3 separate regions of the Sus scrofa genome follow, and all the other regions are linked to region 2. A link is a contact called in public Hi-C and HiChIP or PLAC-seq data. All regions are on one chromosome and are shown on one strand. Each heading gives the region's core, a stretch centred on a gene start, on an enhancer-like site or on the middle of the called end of the contact. The rest is flanking DNA. Distances are from core to core; before and after follow the strand shown.

Evidence for each region. A called contact is a pair of places that touch in the nucleus more often than the background predicts. HiChIP or PLAC-seq counts read pairs in DNA pulled down with a chosen protein or histone mark.
Region 1: a contact with region 2 is called in an H3K27ac HiChIP or PLAC-seq map of skeletal muscle, with 5 times the contacts expected there. The contact joins two enhancer-like sites. A contact is called at or near these places in 1 of 47 Hi-C or Micro-C datasets (fetal skeletal muscle) and 1 of 2 datasets of contacts at active chromatin or transcription factors (skeletal muscle).
Region 3: a contact with region 2 is called in a Hi-C map of skeletal muscle, with 6 times the contacts expected there. The contact joins two enhancer-like sites. A contact is called at or near these places in 1 of 47 Hi-C or Micro-C datasets (skeletal muscle) and 1 of 2 datasets of contacts at active chromatin or transcription factors (skeletal muscle).

The regions. Positions count from the first base shown.
Region 1 is chr10:10,714,566-10,717,901 of Sscrofa11.1, reverse strand. The region is part of intron 1 of LOC110255633 (a long non-coding RNA gene); the gene reads right to left. Among named protein-coding and RNA genes, the nearest start is that of DUSP10, 190 kb to the left of the region's middle. Within about 2 kb of position 1,796, at least 24 of the 83 cell types and tissues checked have an H3K27ac peak or open chromatin away from gene starts, as enhancers often do. A contact at or near this core is called in skeletal muscle, where this site is marked.
Region 2 is chr10:10,305,035-10,308,485 of Sscrofa11.1, reverse strand. No RefSeq gene overlaps it. Among named protein-coding and RNA genes, the nearest start is that of HLX, 43 kb to the right of the region's middle. Within about 2 kb of position 2,070, at least 1 of the 83 cell types and tissues checked has an H3K27ac peak or open chromatin away from gene starts, as enhancers often do. A contact at or near this core is called in skeletal muscle, where this site is marked.
Region 3 is chr10:10,599,155-10,602,708 of Sscrofa11.1, reverse strand. LOC110255632 (a long non-coding RNA gene) reads left to right here. Exons shown (of 2, transcript XR_002336202.1): 2 at 2,802-3,554. Among named protein-coding and RNA genes, the nearest start is that of DUSP10, 300 kb to the left of the region's middle. Within about 2 kb of position 2,163, at least 2 of the 83 cell types and tissues checked have an H3K27ac peak or open chromatin away from gene starts, as enhancers often do. A contact at or near this core is called in skeletal muscle, where this site is marked.

The DNA of each region.
Region 1 (3,336 bases), core at 547-3,046, 410 kb before region 2:
TCTTTGTGTTGTAGTTAGTTTGTTCCTCTTGAACCTGGGGAGACACCGGAGCCTTTTACACAGAACCGCACGCCTGGGAAGGGCTCCCTGGTCACAGACAGGACTGTAGTCTGTTGTCTGCAATGAAGTTTTTTTAAAAAGTCAGATAAACAGGTGTTTTCGTGTGTCAGACTCACAGGTGTGTTACTTGTGACCTGAACTGGGCTATTACGTACCACGCTGTGTGTGGCCTCTGCTACCTACCCAGCGTCTGAAGAAATATGAATCCTGAAATACATTTACGCATAAGGGCTTCGGGAGGAGGGAGGATTGCTATCTGAAATTTCAATGTTTCTCGTTGTGGCTTCAGGAAACCTCTTCCTCAGGCCTCTCCTACTCTTTTCGAAAGTCCTTGCTACCGTGCCTGAGGGTGGGAGGTGGGGACATCGCCCACAGAGCTTCATTCCCCCGGAGTGATGCGTCTTCTCTTGTAACACAGGAGGATTTATGACACCTTTTCCCATCTTCTTTGTGGTAGTAAATAAAAAATGGAACTCCTGCCATGGGGCAAAAGGATCGGTGGTGTCTTAGGAGCACTGAGATGCAGGTTCGATCCCCAGCCCCGCACAGTGGGCTAGGAGCTGGTGTGGCTGCAGCGGTGGTGGTGGAGGTGGCAGCTGCAGCTCAGCTCCGATACCTGGCCTGGGGCGGCCAAAAAAGGGAAAATGGAGCAGTCGGCCTCTGACTATCAGAGAAGGCCTTTATTTCCGAGTTACGGCGTGTACGGGTACGTGTGTGTGATTTAGAAACAGGATGGTGGACCCAGGGCGGGATGCTGTGTGTCCATGAGGGCCCCCCTGAAACACGTGTGATGCGACTTGAAACTGCCTGGCACACAGCAAAAGCCTGATAAAGTTGGACCAAGGCCATCCTGACCACACAGCTTGTCATTTCAGGAGCAGCAGTGCCTGGGATTTTCTCTGAGGAAGTCAGCTGAGAAATCAGCAGATGCAGGAGAAATCAGAGACCCCCCCAGCCCTTCCCTGTGTCACGTAACAGACTCCCTGGTCCAACCTGAAGACGCACTGCGTCTTTCCTCCTCCCTTCCTCCTACAAAGATGACAATGAGGGCCCATGATTTGATCCCATCCTCTGTCTGAAATCAAGTACATGCCGAGGAAATTCAGGGACTACTCTCAGTAGGCTTCTAGAAGCTTATCTCCAGACTTAAAAATTAAAGAGAACAAAACTAGGAGCTAGGAGCAACCAGAAAGAGGGATTGGCTTTCCGTGTCTTTCAGTTACGTGTTTTTCTCTTGGGGGGATTCGATTTGGAGAAAAACACTTGGATGGAGGCAGGATCAGCTCAGGGGCAGGGCCATATTTAGAAGCTCGACATGCTTGTTTTTTTGTGTGTGTTTTTTTGTGGTGCCAAAGGAATCGACACTTCGTTTTTATTCCCCCAAAGAAAACAGAAGCTCATTATCCTGACAGAGGAAGTCCAGAACTTTTTAGGTGGAGATTAAACTTTACTCTCAAACACTGAGGCTCCTGTTCAGCTTCTTGGTTGAGCGATTTTAGTAGCTTTTAAAAATGGTTAGCATGCTCCGTTGCTCAGCTTTCTAAATAATTTAGAGAACTTGTGACCCGGAGCTTTCATGGAGCTGATGTAACTGTTCTGGAAATCTCTTGACTTGAACTTGAGACTCACTTTCCTACAGCTGCAGTATGTCCACGGTCAACAGCAGTCTGTACCCAGAAAGAGGAGGGGAAATGGGGGTGGGAGGTGGAGGGGGAGCCGTCCTCAAAGAATTCTGTCCTGGCCTGCAGTTCTACACATTCACCACCAGGTGTCTGTCTTCACACGAGCAGTCTTGCTGGGGTGAGGCACCACTTGACTGCCAGATTGTTTTTAAAACTAAAGCAATTTTCTAGATGTTGCTGCAAGTGGGTATAAATGTGCACATATAAAATGAAGTCTCAGAGCCAAAGGAATAATTTTCAGTCCCTCATCTAAGTAGGAGTAATCATTCTCTCCTTGTGTTTATCTTCTGATGTCTGGGAGAACAAATTAAGGCAGTTCAGTGGCCAATGATTTGGAAAATGGTGAAAAAAAAAAAAAAAAAAAAAAAAAGACTTGTCCTCTTCCAAAACCTCGTCTGGTGTTTGTAAAATTCAATGTTCTTAGTGTGCAAACAGGTTTATGCTCCCAGAAATCTTTCTTTTGTAAAAATAGACAAATTCTCTTCTCAGCTGGCTTCCTATTCTGGAGTGGGGCGTGATGGTTCAGTTTCTGCCTTAGCAGCATTTCAATTTCAACCCTTGGCTCTGAGATGGTTGAAAAATATCTCTCTTTTGAAGTGTAAAAATGAGATTTTATTTCTTTCTGCCCAGAATTGAGAGCGATAACTACCTAGTTACCTGATCTGGTAACTCTAGTGGGGTTGGGAAGGCATACATGATGCCCACGAGTCCATGCTCGGGAGGAAGTACTGCTCTTGCTGTCCCCTGATTGAGCAGGTTCATGGCTATCTCTTTAGGTACTTAGTTAGTCTGTTACACAGAAGATAATTACCATCAGAAATCCTCCCTCTTCACTCTTGCTGGACAAAACACGGATGTTTCTGAGAGCCCTAGATGTCCTTGTCTCTGCTTTAGTGAAATTACACATCCATGAGAGTAAAACAGTCAGCTAGTCCAGGAGAGGTACTTTATGGGAAAGAACTGTGCTATCTTAATATAGCCGCTTCAGTGGGGTGTTGGGAGGGAACGGAGATAAACATACTGTATATCAAAGCACAGTGCTGAATCCAAAACTTCCTTTTCTGTCATTGCTGTTCATTTTTGCTTGGTTTTATTATTTTTGATATCTTTGGGACATTCAAATTAGTTTCTCAAGTGACTAGACACATAAAGGTATTTGGAACAGGAGCAAAACAAGCCCTCAGCCCTCACCAATGCTGGTGGTCTGTCATTTCTAGACCCTCAAATATTTTTAGATATATTGATTACAGCTCTGTTTCCTTCCAACTTTTGTGTTTAATAACACAATTACCTATGCCATTTGTTACTAATATGACCAATGTTTATTTACTGCCTACTGTGAACTTCATGCTGAGGATAAAATAACAGTCCACTCTGGAGTTCCTGTTGTGGCTCAGTGGGTTAAGAACCTGACTAGTATCCATGAGGATGCAGGTTCGATCCCTGGCCTTGCTCCCTGGGTTAAAGATCTGGTGTTGCTGCACATTGAAGCGTGGGTCATAGGTGTGGCTCTGCTCCAGTGTTGCTGTGGCTGTGGTGTAGGCTGGCAACTGCATCTCTGATTTAATCTCTAGCCAGAAACTTCCAAATGCCT
Region 2 (3,451 bases), core at 821-3,320:
GCCAGTCATGAGAAGCAAAAAAAATAAAATTTATTATCTTGCATGACAAAAAGCCTGGAGGAAGTTGGTTCAACAGTTGATCCATTTCATCTTTAAGCCCACTGACTTAATCTTTAAGCACCCATCCCCATGGATACAGAGTGGCTGCCATTGTTCCAGTCATCACAGGAAGGCATGATAATGTTCAGCAAAGAATCTCCCATGAGCCTCTTTGTTTAGAGTCACGTGTCCCTCAAATCCCATGTGCCAATATTGAATCACATGGTCAAGCCCCAGCTGCAGTAGAGGTTGAGAAAGCCAGTGTCTGACAATTCTAGCCTCTGTGATGGAACATGAGCTGCATTAGAAAAGTGTGTAACCAAACTAAAAAATTTTTTAAAAACTTAAAAAAGAGGTACAAACTACTAATAAAAAATAAACAAGTTACAAAGATATGTTGTACAGCACAGGGACTAAAACCAGTATTTTATAATAATTATAACTGGAGCATAATCTATAAAATTTTGACTCAGTATGTTGCATACCTGAAACTGATGTAATATCGCAAGTCAACAATACCTCGAAAAAAGTAAGAAATTCTGGAAAACCTATTATTTCAAAAAAAAAAAACCCGCAAAATATAATGTCTACTAAAAACTCAAAAAAAAAAAAGAAAGAAAAAGAAAAGTGTATAACCAAGAATGTCTGCCTAGCAAATAAGTGACTTGTGCAGAAACTGTGGATGTTTATTCAAACACTGTGAGTTTTTATTATCCTATAATAATAGTTGTGTATTAATTATTATTAGCTTATTAGATGTGGCATTAAAACATTTAATCCCCGCAATTGTGCAGCCAAATAGTCTAGTCTTTCAAAATGGATGGACCACAACCACGGAAAGGCTGAGCACTAGTTTAGGACACGGTAGTAAGTGGTACTCATGCAAATGAAACGCTATGGAGGCGACTGGAGAATAAGCCAGGAGGTCTCCATATATCCATATGACACTCATCCCTTCATTCATTTCATAATTAGCTTTTGAACATCTGCTATGTATCTGGAAGCATTTACCACAGTGAGTAAAGCTAAGTCCCTGCCCTCATGGAATTTACACCTAGTGTGTGTGACCCCATCACCTTTAGTCCCCAAGACCCCAAGAGTGTATCATCCTAGGTTTCCAGGAGTTTTTATTAATGCGCTTCTCCATGTCTCTTTTGCCAGTACTTGTGTGCTTATACTCTGCTTCTTGGCAACTTTGTCTCGTGTCTATAAATGTTCTGATACAAGTGTGTCCTGTCTCCATCAGGTCTGCCAAGTTTGAAGAATAAGAAAAGAACTTCCATGAATTTGGAACCCCACAAAGGACATACTATTCATCTTAGTTACAGTGGCAATTTGGCAGAGTAGAAAAAATGCAGACTAGGGCACTCAGCCTAACGTTCTTACTTCTTAGCCATATAGCCTTGGACAGGGTATTTCTTGAGCCTGTGTTTCTCCGATGACAATGAGCAAGTTCAGAGCGCCCGTGTTGCTCTAAATGCTGTAATTACACTAAGCCTTGGTGCAGAGCTCACCCAAAGTTAAGCTGCAGGGCTGGCGTGCTGGAGACACTCCGTAAGTAATGGACTTCCCTGCTACCTGACCTTCTCCTTTCATCGGCCACTTGTTAAATAAAGCCAACCCCTAGCAGCAGGTGGCCAAGCCAGTCAATCGATGCCTGCACATGGCATGGGGATCTGCTAATTGCTCCACAGGCTCCAAAATCTAAATTGGTAAGGTGGCTCAGCTGCCAAGGACACCAAGTTTTCCTCTGTGCCTCCAGCTGCCCGCAGCCCCGCTCCTGAGAATTCCAGTGAAAACTCTCATTCTCTGGAGACAGCTCAGCAGTGCGCACTGTTTAAAAATAAGTCACTTGGACCCTGACCTGACATTTAGGAGGAAACAGAAGACAGTTAGTGCCCTCTTTGATTTCTTTACCATCAAGAAAAAAAAAAAATGAAACGAGGGGGATTTTGACACTTGTCTCATGATTCAGCTTCTCAGCTGTCACCCTGACTGTTCCCGGACTACGCGTGAGGTGAACGGAGGGCCTGAGAAGAGGCAAGGAATCTCAAGAAAACGTCAAGCTCCACTATGTATTCGGGTGGCAGAGCACGGTATAGACTCACTGTCATGAATTAAATCATGAGTATTACTATTTCTGCATAGACAAATGTGTGCTGAGGTTTTTTCCCACATAATCAACTGAGTCTCCCAGCAACTCAAAAAAGAAAAAGAAAAAAACAAAACAAAACAAAAAAACACATCTGCTCTTGTGAGCTCTCTCATCACAGATGTCCTTCCTGAGTTTTAAACCACGGCATCGGCCTGGGCTTCCTGCTAGGAAGTATGGGTAACTTAGCATGTGTTGGGGAAGAGCCTGAGCACATATTTTTTCCTTTGCCATTCTAGAAGCATGGCGTGGAACCCATACATCAAAGCCTCACCATGTCCCTGGCACATCCTCTCCTAGCTGCTGGACCTGTAGTGGTTGAATGTAGCCGAATGGAGTGGAGACGTGGAGGAGGGAGGGAGGGAGGGGAAACAGATGGAGAGAGAAAGCTCCCCCCACCCCACCCCGCCCCCAAGGGCCCCTGTCTATGGAGCTGTGTCCTCTTAAAGAAAAAGAGTAGTGTCCAGAATCCCCAGAGGCCGGGGATCGAACCTGCATCCTCATGGGTACTAGTCAGATGCATTACCTCGGAGCCACAGCAGGTACTCCAACTATGACATTTAGACTGGATAAGCAATGAGGTCCTGCTGTACTGCACAGGGAGCTCTCTCCAATCTCTTGGGATAGACCATGATGGAAGCTAACATAAGAACAAGAAGGTATATATGTGTATGACTGGGTCACCGTGCTGTACAGCAGAAATTGACTCAACCCTGTAAATCAGCTATACCCAAATACAAATAAATTATATTTTAAAAGAAAATATCTCAGAAGTCACTTGTTTTTGAATGGCGCTGTGTTAGGTAGCATTACATGGACATGCCCGTTTTGTCAGAACATTCGGGTATAATGGGAAGTAGGGCTCAGTTCGGCCCCACTGGAATAAAACCACAAAGCAAGGTATTCACAGAGGGCAAAAGATGTGGGCAGCACAAGTCAGGATATTCGGAGTTACTTTCCACCTCCCTCACCTCACCCAGGCCAGCACATGAAGACATGGCTCTCATGGAGTTCCCGCCGTGGCACAGTGGTTAATGAATCCAACTAGGAACCATGAGGCTGCGGGTTCAATCCCTAGCCTTGCTCAGTGGGTTAAGGATCTGGCATTGCTGTGAGCTGTGGTGTAGGTTGCAGATGCGGCTTGGATCCCACATTGCTGTGGCTCTGGCGTCGGCTGGCAGCTACAGCTGCAATTGACCCCTAGCCTGGGAACCTCCATTTGCCGTGACTGAGGCCCTAGAACAGGCAAAAAGACCAAAA
Region 3 (3,554 bases), core at 914-3,413, 290 kb before region 2:
CTGCTCGGCGTCTTGCACCTGCACATGTGTCTCCTTCAGCCTGGGGCCTTCAACCATCCTCGCCAGCCTGGCGAGAACAGGGCTGTGTACAGAAGGCCGCCTCGCAACATTCTAGCCCCTCTTCCATTGACATAAATCACCTCAAACCACTTTTCTCTCACTCTTTCTGTTCCTCAAAGACCTCAGTTTGTTTCTGCACCAGGACTTGTGCACACTCTCTCTCCCAGATTTCTGAATGTCTTCCAATAGCTTCTTTTATTATTATTTTTTTAATAGTTATTTCCCCAATACAATTCTTTTTCTACTGTACAGCATGGTGACCCAGTTACACATACATGCACACATTCTTTTTTCTCCCATTGTCATGCTCCATCATAAGTGACAAGACATAGTTCCCAGTGCTACACAGCAGGATCTCACTGCTATTCCATTCCAAAGGCAATAGTTTGTATCTATTAACCCCAAGCTCCCCATTCATGCCAGTCCCTCTCTAATAGCTTCTTGTCTTCAGGGCCTGGCTCCACTGTTACCCTCGGAAAGGCTGTCTGAGTGCGCTTTTTTTTTTTTTTTTTTTTTTTTTTTTTTGTCCTTTTAGGGCTGCTCCTGCGGCATATGGAGGTTCCTAGGCTAGGGGCCTACGCCAGGGCTACAGCAACGCGGGATCCGAACCGTGTCTGCAACTTACACCACAGCTCACAGCAACACCGGATCCTCAACCCACTGAGTGAGGCCAGAGATCGAACCCACAACCTCATGGTTCCTAGTCAGATTCGTTTCTGCTGCGCCACGACGGGCACTCCTGAGTGCCCTATTTAAAGCCCCCCCCCACCCTGTTCCGTGCTCCTGCTCTGGCTCTTTCGTCACACTTACATCTCTTTAAAATTAACTTGTTCATTCACTTACCTTTCTAGTCACTCCCCTCATAGAAACACAAGCTCTGTGACAGCTGGGACCCAATTCATCACTTTCAGCTCTGTATTGCCAGCAACTACACAATGTCTGCCACAGAGTAAATGTTCAGCAGATAGCTGTTGAATGAATTCATGAACCCGTGTGTGTTAGTCTGGGGGCCCTAACAAAATACAGAGGCTGGTGGTTTAGACGAGAAGGAACGAGAGGAAACTTAAGATCGATGTGCTAGCAGGTTTGGTTTCACCTGAGCCTCTCTCCTTGGCTGGAAGATGGTCTGTCTCTGGATGACTTTCACGTGCCCCCCCCCCTCTGTCCTTGGGCATCACTAGGACTTCTCAGTCTGTGTCCCAGTCCTTCTTCTCATAAGGACATCTGTCACATTGGATCAGGACCCCACCTTAATGGCCTCATTCTAACTCACCTCTTCCAATCTTACCTCCAAATACAGTTACATTCTCGTGCGCTGGGGGTTGGGACCTCAGTATGTGAATCTGGGGGTCACAGCAGGAAGCTCATAAGACCATGAAAGGTCTTTCCCTTCTGGTCTTTCATGTGCTTTCAGTGTGGAAGGCAGGGATCCCTCCAAGCTCAAGAAAGCCTTTAACCAATAGCCTGGACCGGCTGGTCATCAAATGTTTCCAAGGACCTAGGCTGAGGGCAATGCGGCCTTTGGTTAGATTCCCATTCACCTGAAGCATGAAGAAGGGGTTTTCTAGAGATGCTTCTGATGCCAACAAGGAGCAGCATCCCCGCCCCAGTCAGTGGTGGTCTCCCAGGCTGGGCTCTGTAGCTCTTTGCTGCTGGGTGGCTCTCTGTGTGCTTGACTGTCTCTGAAATGGGTGGAGTCAGCTCAGTAAGCAATGAGAAGCTGTAAGGGGCACACAGCGAAGGAGCTGCCCTGCCGGTGGCAGGGAGGAGAGGCTGGCAGGATGCCATCAGCTGATCAGCCCACACCGTCTGCAGCTGTCTGGGGTCGGATTTCCAAATCCTCTGCTCTGGCCTGGGCTGCAGGAACTGAGCTGCCAGACCAGGCCTGGTAATTACCCCCGACTCATCCTCGCCTTCTCTGTCTATGTCCTAATTGAGGTTTAATGGCTTTGGTCACAGGAGGGTACTTTTCCTGCCTCTCTAGACTTAGATTCTTTCATCTGTGCATCCAGCCAATTAGTTTAGCATCTGGGATAATTGACGGAAGTCAGGCCTGAACTGAGTGGAATTCCCAGGCCAGACAGGTCTCTGTGGTTGCGGTTGGTGGTGTGGGGGGTGGGTTGCAGTGTACCTGGGATGCAGTTTAGAAGGTGACGACTGAGGTAGAGACGGGCAAGCCGGAGCATCTGAGGCATGTTTGATTGAAGCTGCACTTAATCTTTTTTTTTTTTTTTGGTCTTTTTGCCATTTCTGGGGCTGCTCCTGCGGCACATGGAGGTTCCCAGGCTAGGGGTCTCATCAGAGCTGTAGGCACCGGCCTACGCCAGAGCCACAGCAATGCAGAATCCGAGCTGAGTCTGCGACCTACACCACAGCTCACAGCAACGCCAGATCCTTAACCCACTGAGCAAGGTCAGGGATGGAACCCGCAACCTCATGGTTCCTAGTCGGATTCGTTATCCACTGCGCCACGACGGGAACTCCTGCACTGAATCTTGACTTACACCTTCTGCTTCTGTCTTAAAGGCTTCTTCTACTTGATAAGCAATAGATTCACTACAGCAAATTGGGTATGAGGACTCATTTGTGTCTCCTTCAATTTTATCCTTTTAGCATAATTTATAACTCATTTAGACACAATTCAGAGACCTAATTATCCCACTGAGTGGGGTTTCTTTTTGTGATTCTTTACCGTCATTATTCTGACCTCTTGCCTTTCCCTTTGGCCACTCGCTGCTCAGCTGCCCAGTCCCCAGCCACAGCAAAGGCAGTTCCACTAAACAGCTTGCTCAAAATTCGATGAACGGAACCCAAGACTTGGAGACAGCAAACGCCACATGGAAGACTTGGAGGCAGAGACCATCAGCTCCGAAGTTTTCTTGCCTGCACGGCAGGCAGACCTGTGAAACACTTGACCTCCCAGGACCTCTGGATCCCCTGTGATACATGGAGATGTCTTAGTCACCAGCAAGCACACTACGTTAGGGATTCAGGCCAGCCTGCTGACTCCCTTTATTTGAGTTGGAGTGGATCCACCCCAGAGGCAGGCAGCAGCTTGGGAGATGGATTATTGCTGGGTAAAGTGATACCCGGCAGCCAACTCCTGACGAGACGTCAGTTCTGCCCTAGGCTCTAGAACCCACACTGTGGGTTTAAGCAACCCCTAAAATAGTCCCAGCGAAAGTAAGACGATGATCGGCAATAGAACTTGGCTGTGGGGCAACTGGTTCACTCCGGGAGACGCTAACCTGCAGAAATACTGTTTTAAGAGGGGGAAGGTGTGCTGGCTGGTTGAATCGTTGGGTGATGACCCAGTTCTCGACAGAAAAAGGAAGTCGTGGGTGGGTTTTGGAAAGTCTTTGAATGAGCGGGTCCTCTGCTGATTCATATATTTCACATGTGAGCCCAAAGTGGCCATCCCAGAGGTCATGTTACAGGAAGAAAGTAACAAACATGCATACGTTTCCCTTTTAATATTCAGACATAGATAAATA